Regions from separate parts of the Muntiacus reevesi genome. Here region 1 is linked to region 2. A link is a contact called in public Hi-C data. All regions are on one chromosome and are shown on one strand. Each heading gives the region's core, a stretch centred on a gene start, on an enhancer-like site or on the middle of the called end of the contact. The rest is flanking DNA. Distances are from core to core; before and after follow the strand shown.

Evidence for each region. A called contact is a pair of places that touch in the nucleus more often than the background predicts.
Region 1: a Hi-C map of muscle shows a contact between it and region 2, with 5 times the contacts expected there. The contact joins the promoter of RMND5A here to the promoter of IMMT in region 2. A contact is called at or near these places in 2 of 3 Hi-C or Micro-C datasets (blood and muscle).

The regions. Positions count from the first base shown.
Region 1 is chr3:55,741,033-55,744,788 of mMunRee1.1, reverse strand. It overlaps RMND5A (required for meiotic nuclear division 5 homolog A), which reads right to left and starts at 2,207. Exons shown (of 9, transcript XM_065929161.1): 1 at 1,577-2,207. The coding sequence starts at 1,718.
Region 2 is chr3:55,251,271-55,254,687 of mMunRee1.1, reverse strand. IMMT (inner membrane mitochondrial protein) reads left to right here and starts at 1,921. Exons shown (of 13, transcript XM_065929137.1): 1 at 1,921-2,083. The coding sequence starts at 2,039.

The DNA.
Region 1 (3,756 bases), core at 958-3,457, 490 kb before region 2:
TCATATTTCAAGTCCTAACCCCACTATCAGAGAAGGAAATGGCAACCCACTCCAGTGTTCTTGCCTGGAGAATCCCAGGGATGGGGTAGCACAGAGTCGGACATGACTGAAGTGACTTAGCAGTATCAACAGCAGTAACCCCGCTATGGTCATCGGGTTTGATTTTTTCCTGGAGTTCACAGTGACTGCCGTGTCCAGGATGAGATGCTGTTATAAGACTCCCTCACCATGGCTGGGGCTTCCCAGGTGGCTCAGTGGTAAAGAATCCACCTGCCAGTGCAGGAGACGCGAGTTCAATCCCTGGGCCGGAAAGATTCCCCAGAGGAGGAAATCGCAACCGACTCCATTACTCTTGCCTGGAAAGTTCTCCATGGACAAAGGAGACTGGTGGGCTACAGTCCATGGAGGCACAGACTCAGACATGACTGAGCACGCACCCAGGCACCATGGATGAGCCCTAACTCTCGGCTGAAAGCAGTCTGGGAAAGAAAAGTGTACAGGAAGGAAGAAGTGGACAGAAGTTCAGCCAGCGCCACTGTCCTCAACCACACTTGCTCCAGGGTCCACATGTGACCCCAGCTACCAAACCTTCCTTATCAAAAATTTCTGTTCAACCTCTGAGTTGAGCAGGGCCCCCAAACTCCCCAACATAATCCATTCCATGAAGTCCATTATTTGTTGCTCAGAAGGAATCATCACTACGGATATTTTAACCTAAAGAATACCAGACTTTTTATGTTATTTAAATAACCCAAAACCAAAGAATCCCACCCAGCTTCCACAAGTTAACTGCAGCTAAGTATCTTCCCCCAGGGCCTAGGGCTATAATAATAGAGAAGAAACACCTATTGAAAACCTGCCTTCTGAAAGGAAAACAAGTAAAAACTTGACCAGGTAACGCACCAACAAACAACTTGCTCCACAATGGGTTTCTGGGGAGGTTGCCTCCCGTCTCATCGCAGGCTGCAACTGGGAGAGCTTAACAGTTTGATTTAGCTAGTTTCTTAGGAATCACATCAGTGCCGCTGCGGAGTTGAAAGGCAGGCTTCTTCTACAGAGAGTCAAATTAGGGAGTTGAAGCAGCGGTTGTTTTGTTAACTCACAGCTAAGAATAACATGCGAGTTTCTAATTTTAAAAAAATGAAGAAAAACGAGGAAAGTCAGTCCCTGGCTAAATGTTTGGGGCGAGGAGGAGGAGGGGTGGGGTTCTCTGCACTGACCCTCTCTTCGCCCGGATCCTCGGGCCCAAGGCAATTAACTAGGGGCGCCCACCCCAGGAGGGAAGCAGTTTGCAGGTGCGACGAGTCGGCCCGGCTCCCGGGTTCAACCCTGGATGAAACCCGTGGCTCCAGAATTGGTTTCCAGATGGGTTCGCGCTCACTTTTAATTAACAACCAGGTCGGGGTAGGTTCGAGACAGATCGGGGGGAGAGGAGGAAAAGTCACAGGGGCCTGGGGATCTCGGCGCCCGGGGGAAGGCCGGTCTGGCCGCCCGGAGGCACCCTCCTGGCCCGCCTGGGCCCGAGGGGCTCGGGGTGGGTGGGCCCGTTCCCGCGCGACCACCCGGGCCGCCTTACCGTGGCTCTGCAGGATCTCGTGCTTGAGGCCGCCCGTGTAGTCGATGAGCTCCTCCAGGCCGCGCTCGCACAGTTGCCCATAGCCCGAGAACTTGTGCAGCACCTTCTCCAGCTCGCGCTCCACCGTCACGCACTGATCCATCCCGGAGGCGGCGGTGGCGGTGGTCGGCTCCCCGGGTCCCGAGTGTCCGCAGCCGTTCGGCCCGGGCCCGGCCGAGGCCGCGTCCTGCTCCTCGTCCCCCAGGCGGGCGGCGCAAGAGGCCAAGGCGGCGGAGGCGCTAGCCCCGGCGCCAGAGGAGCCTCGAGAAGCCCGCGCCCGCCTGCCCCATAGCGCCCCGGCCCCGGCGCGTAGCCACTGCTCTCGCTCGCTGGTCCCACCCGGCCCTGCACCTCAGCTTCCCCGCTCGCAGCGTTCGGCTCCCGGCCGCGGCGCCGCCGATTGTTTTTGTTTTCACGGGAACGGACCGATGACCTGGTTCTCCCGGGCGGCACCAAGCGCCACCGACCCGAGGGGGGCAACCACCCCAGCTAGAGAAGGAGGCGGCGCGGGCCGTACCAAGCGCACCGTCGAGGGGGGTCAGCCCGGCGAGCGCGAGCAGAGGAACACATCCGCTCGCGCCGCCGCTCTAAAGGTGTGGGCCGTACCACGCGGGAGGCGTGCGAGGGAGCGGGAGAGGGTGGGGCCAGCGCCTAATTGGTCCAAAGAGCTAAATTGGGAACTTTAGAGACAGCCCCAGAGCTCCGAGAGCGCTACAACTACGCGCTCCGTAAACAAGTGGGCGGAAACCGGTCCTAACAACTCCGCCCAGAAACGGGGAAAACGAACCAATGGGCGCCGGGAACATGTAAGGACCCAACGTCCTCCAATCCCTGGCCGAGGCGTAACCCTTCAGCCAATCCGGGACTAAGGGCCAAACCAATAGACTCGTTGTTGGAGGGGGTGACTTGGAGAGCATCCCGGGAAGCTAGGCGTTTTGGGGAAGCCATGAGGGAAAACAGGGCAGAAATAAAGAGATCTGTTTCCTGTAGGACTTCGCCCTAGCCTTGTATTATTTCACCTCCCCATCACTCAAGGGGGTACGGTCGTTCCGAAGTTTTGGACGACGGATTCGCCGCCCCGGGGGGGGGGGGGGGGTTGGAATCCAGCCAGGCCGGACGGGGTGGGAGGTGCTACGGGCGAGGGTCTCTAACGAGAATGAAAGGCGGCGGTGGTTGTGGGGCTGGAGAGGCGGGTGCCTGGTGGTCCGGCGCAGTGCGCGGTGCTCCCTCGACTCTTGCGACACTAGGAGGTCACACGCCTCGCCCCCCACTCCCCCCGCAGGCCTCGCCCCTTTGGCCCTGGGGCCTGGAGCCTCTCCTGACCGGTTGCTTCACCCCGCGTGTAAGACGTGTAGCTTCGCGGAGAGGAAACTCGAGTCGGAGGTTGGGGGAATCTGGCCCCTGCCTCTTCGGCGCCTTTTTCCATTGAATAGATTGGAGTTACCCCTTTGCGTAAATCCTTCCCTGACTTGGCGATGGTGCCTCCAACCTTGGCCTATACCTACTCGCTGACTGAGCTGCAGCTGAGGACGAGCCAAGCTGCTTCTTGCCTCGGGGCCTCTGTACTTGCATTTTCTTTGGCCTGGAAAACTCTTCTACCTTCTCATCCTAAAATTAGCTCCCTTGTCCCACTGAGGGCCCTCCCCAGACTGCACTACTGTATTCTCTACCCGCCAGCACTCCCTCCATTGCTACGTCATTTATTGTAATACCAATTGTATTATCAGTTTTATTCTTTGCGCACCATTATTAAAATCTGAAATAATCTGATTCAATTATTTATTTTTTTTACATAGGTGAGCCTTTATTCGTATTGAATGGCTTATTCTTTTTCATTTTTATTTAGTATATTATTTTAGCAAAAGCAGCAGCATTTTAACAACTTAAAATGTTATTCCGAAGATTAGGTGACATAATAATTTATTTAATCTGAAAATTAAACTCTTTGAGAGTTGGAAACTTTTAATTCAGACAATCAACTAATAAATACCGATTCCCGGAATTGTTCCAGTTGTAGAAGGGAAAAATGCTCACAGCGTGCTTTTATTTTTAGTACTGATGTTGGGGAATAATTTGTATTCCATTGGTTCTCAAGTAAAGAATGCGAAATGAAATAAAAAAGACCTTTTCCTAGTTTTATT
Region 2 (3,417 bases), core at 672-3,171:
CAGATAATCACGATGGTTTGATCACTCACCTAGAGCCAGACATCCTGGAATGTGAAGTCAACTGGGCCTTAGAAAGCATCACTATGAACAGCTAGTGGAGGTGATGGAATTCCAGTTGAGCTATTTCAAATCCTATAAGGTGATGCTGTGAAAGTCCTGCACTCAATATGTCAGCAAATTTGGAAAACCCAGCAGTGGCCACAAGACTGGAAAAGGCCAGTTCTCATTCCAATCCCAAAGAAAGGCAATGCCAAAGAATGCTCAAACTACTGCACAATTGCACTCATCTCACACGCTAGTAATGTAATGGTCAAAATTCTCCAAGCCAGGTTTCAGCAATACATGAACCGAGAACTTCCAGATGTTCAAGCTGGTTTTAGAAAAGGCAGAGGAACCAGAGATCAAATTGCCAACATCTGCTGGATCATTGAAAAAGTGAGAGAGTTCCAGAAAAACATCTATTTCTGCTTTATTGACTATGCCAAAGCCTTTGACTATGTGGATCACCATAAACTGTGGAAAATTCTGAAAGAGATGAGAATAGCAGACCATCTGACCTGCCTCTTGAGAAACCTGTATGTAGGTCAGCAAGCAACAGTTAGAACTGGACATGGAGCAAGACTGGTCCCAAATAGGAAAAGGAGTATGTAAAAAATGTATATTATCACCCTGCTTATTTAACTTATATGCAGCGTACCTCATGAGAAATGCTGGGCTGGAAGAAGCACAAGTTGGACTCAAGACTGGTTGGAGAAATATCGATAACCTCAGATATGCAGATGACACCACCTTATCGCAGAAAGTGAAGAATTAAAGAGCCTCTTGAAGAAAGTGAAAGAGGAGAGTGAAAAAGTTGGCTTAAAGCTCAACATTCAGAAAACTAAGATCATGGCAGCCGGTCCCGTTGCTTCATGGCAAATAGATGGGGAAACAGTGTAAACAATGGCTGACTTTATTTTGGGGGGCTCCAAAATCACTGCATATGGTGACTGCAGCCATGAAATTAAAAGACGCTTACTCCTTGGAAGGAAAGCTATAACCAACCCAGACAGCATATTAAAAAAGCTCTGTCTAGTCAAGGCTATGGTTTTTCCAGTAGTCATGTATGGATGTGAGAGTTGGACTGTAACGAAAACTGATCCCCGAAGAATTGATGCTTTTGAACTGTGGTGTTGGGGAAGACTCTTGAGAGTCCCTTGGACTGCAAGGAGATCCAACCAGTCCATCTTTAAGGAGATCAGTCCTGGGTGTTCATTGGTAGGACTGATGTTGAAGCTGAAACTCCAGTACTTTGGTCACCTGATGCGAAGAGCTTACTCATCTGAAAAGATCTTGAAGCCGGGAAAGCTTGAGGGCAGGAGGAGAAGGGGACGACAGAGTATCAGATGGTTGGATAGCACCACCGACTCAAGGGACTTGAGTTTGAGCAAACTCCCGGACTTGGTGAAGGACAGGGAATCCTGGTGTGTTGCAGTCCATGGGGTTGCAAAAAATTGGACAAGACTGAGCGACTGAAGTGAACTGAACTGAATCTCCCTTAAGCAGGATGACTCCCTGAAGGGCTGTGAAAGGAAAGGAACGCGCAAACGGAGACCACACCACTATGGCAATGGTCTTGTGGCAAATCCATTTCTTCTACGAAATATCCAGCTGACAGAAATGGCTGAGATAGTTTCTTGCTTGAATTATCGACGAGTCACACCTGCTCGGTTCCTGGGCGGACCAAAGCCCGAGTTTCATATCCACTGCCAGCGCTCGCGTTTACCTAGCAACCTACACTTCAGGTAACAGAGGGTACCCCTCAGCGCGACCCGGAAGGAGAGATCGCCCTTTACACCTGGAAAGGGCCCACCCTCTTCGAATGGCCGGGACAGGAACGAGACGGGGCTGCGCGTGCGCAGTGGCGTTGGCTGCCCTTCCGGTACGCCCGGCGCGGACAGGCGGCGCGGACGCAGGCACGCACGGACGCACCGTCTCCCCTACACGCGCCGCCGCCCTAGCTCCCACTTACACCCGAAGCGGCGTCAGCCCAGCAGAGATGCTGCGAGCCTGTCAGTTATCCGGCGTGACCTCCACCGCCCAGGTGAGGACTGGGGCGCCGGTAGACAGCGCATGGTGAACTGACTCTCGGCAACCAGCGGAAAATAAGGGAGGCTTTGGCTTTGCCTAGGCCCCAGGACAGAGGCGTGTCTCCGGGCCGCCCTTATCGCGAGAGTCCTGGGTGGGCCCGTGAGGCAGTTAATTCGGGAGTTCGGTGGACGGGAATGACTGGAGGGTTATTGCTGAAACGGGATGGGGCGTGGAGGAGAGAAGGTGGCGGGGAGGCGGGCGTAGGACGGGAGGCACGGCTTTGGGGACGTGCCATCCAATCAGCCCCTCGTTGCCTCAGACTAGGACCAATCGAGGCTGCTGGCGCCCGGGTCGCCGGTTGGGCGCGTGAGAGGTTTCGCGGATCCAGTGGTTGAAGGTCGACGGGGGGAAAACTACAGTTCCCAGCGGGACACGCATATCCTTGGCTGGTTGCACCTTAAGGAGGTGCCTGGACTGCTGGAGACCGCGTTTTAGGGGGTCAAGGTTGTAATTATCCAGAAAGGACTGCCTTTCTTTTCATAACTGACAACGCGTCTTGAGTTATTCCTACTCTGAATAAAAACAGTAAGAGCTCGAGCTTCTAGAACTCGAGGAAGGTTAAGCGCCTGACCTTGTGCTCGTTTCTGAGATTAGCCTGAGGATCTCTGTCTCTAGGTGCTAGGACAACTTTGGCAGACGTCCAAGGAGTTACTTGTATTTCTGCATAATTATCACAGTAATTTTGGAGAAGGAAATGGCAATCCACCCCAGTAGTCTTGCCTGCAGAATCTCATGGACAGAGAAGCCTGGCAGGCTACAGTCCATGGGGTCGCAAATAGTAGGACAGGGCTGAGCGACTAAGCACACACATCAAAGTAATTTACTGAAATTCAAAATAGTAAACCTGCTTCCATTGCTCACAATTGAAAGAGAATTGGTATTTTGGCAAAATGTGGAATTTACCAAACAGGTTCTGTGACTCAAGCAATTGAGCAAAGTCCCTGGACACAGTCAGTTAGAAAAGTCAATTTTTTTTCTCCCCACATTTGCTTATCTTCCATCTCCCCTTTCGTTTCCAGGGTAAAAGAAGCAGGCTCTTCCATAGGAAAGTGGAGTGTGTATTAGTTTCCTATTGCTGTGTGTACATAGCAGGTACCACAGATGGAGCAGCTTAAAACAACACCCATTTATTACCTTACTGTTTCTAGAGGTGAATGCTTAGGGTTATCTGCTTGCTCTCATACAGGGGTGCAGTCAGAGTGTGTCCCTGCTGTGATTCTCATTTGGAGCTCAGGGTCCTCTTCTGAGCTCCTTCAGTTTGTTAGCAGAATTCAGTCCCTTGCAGCT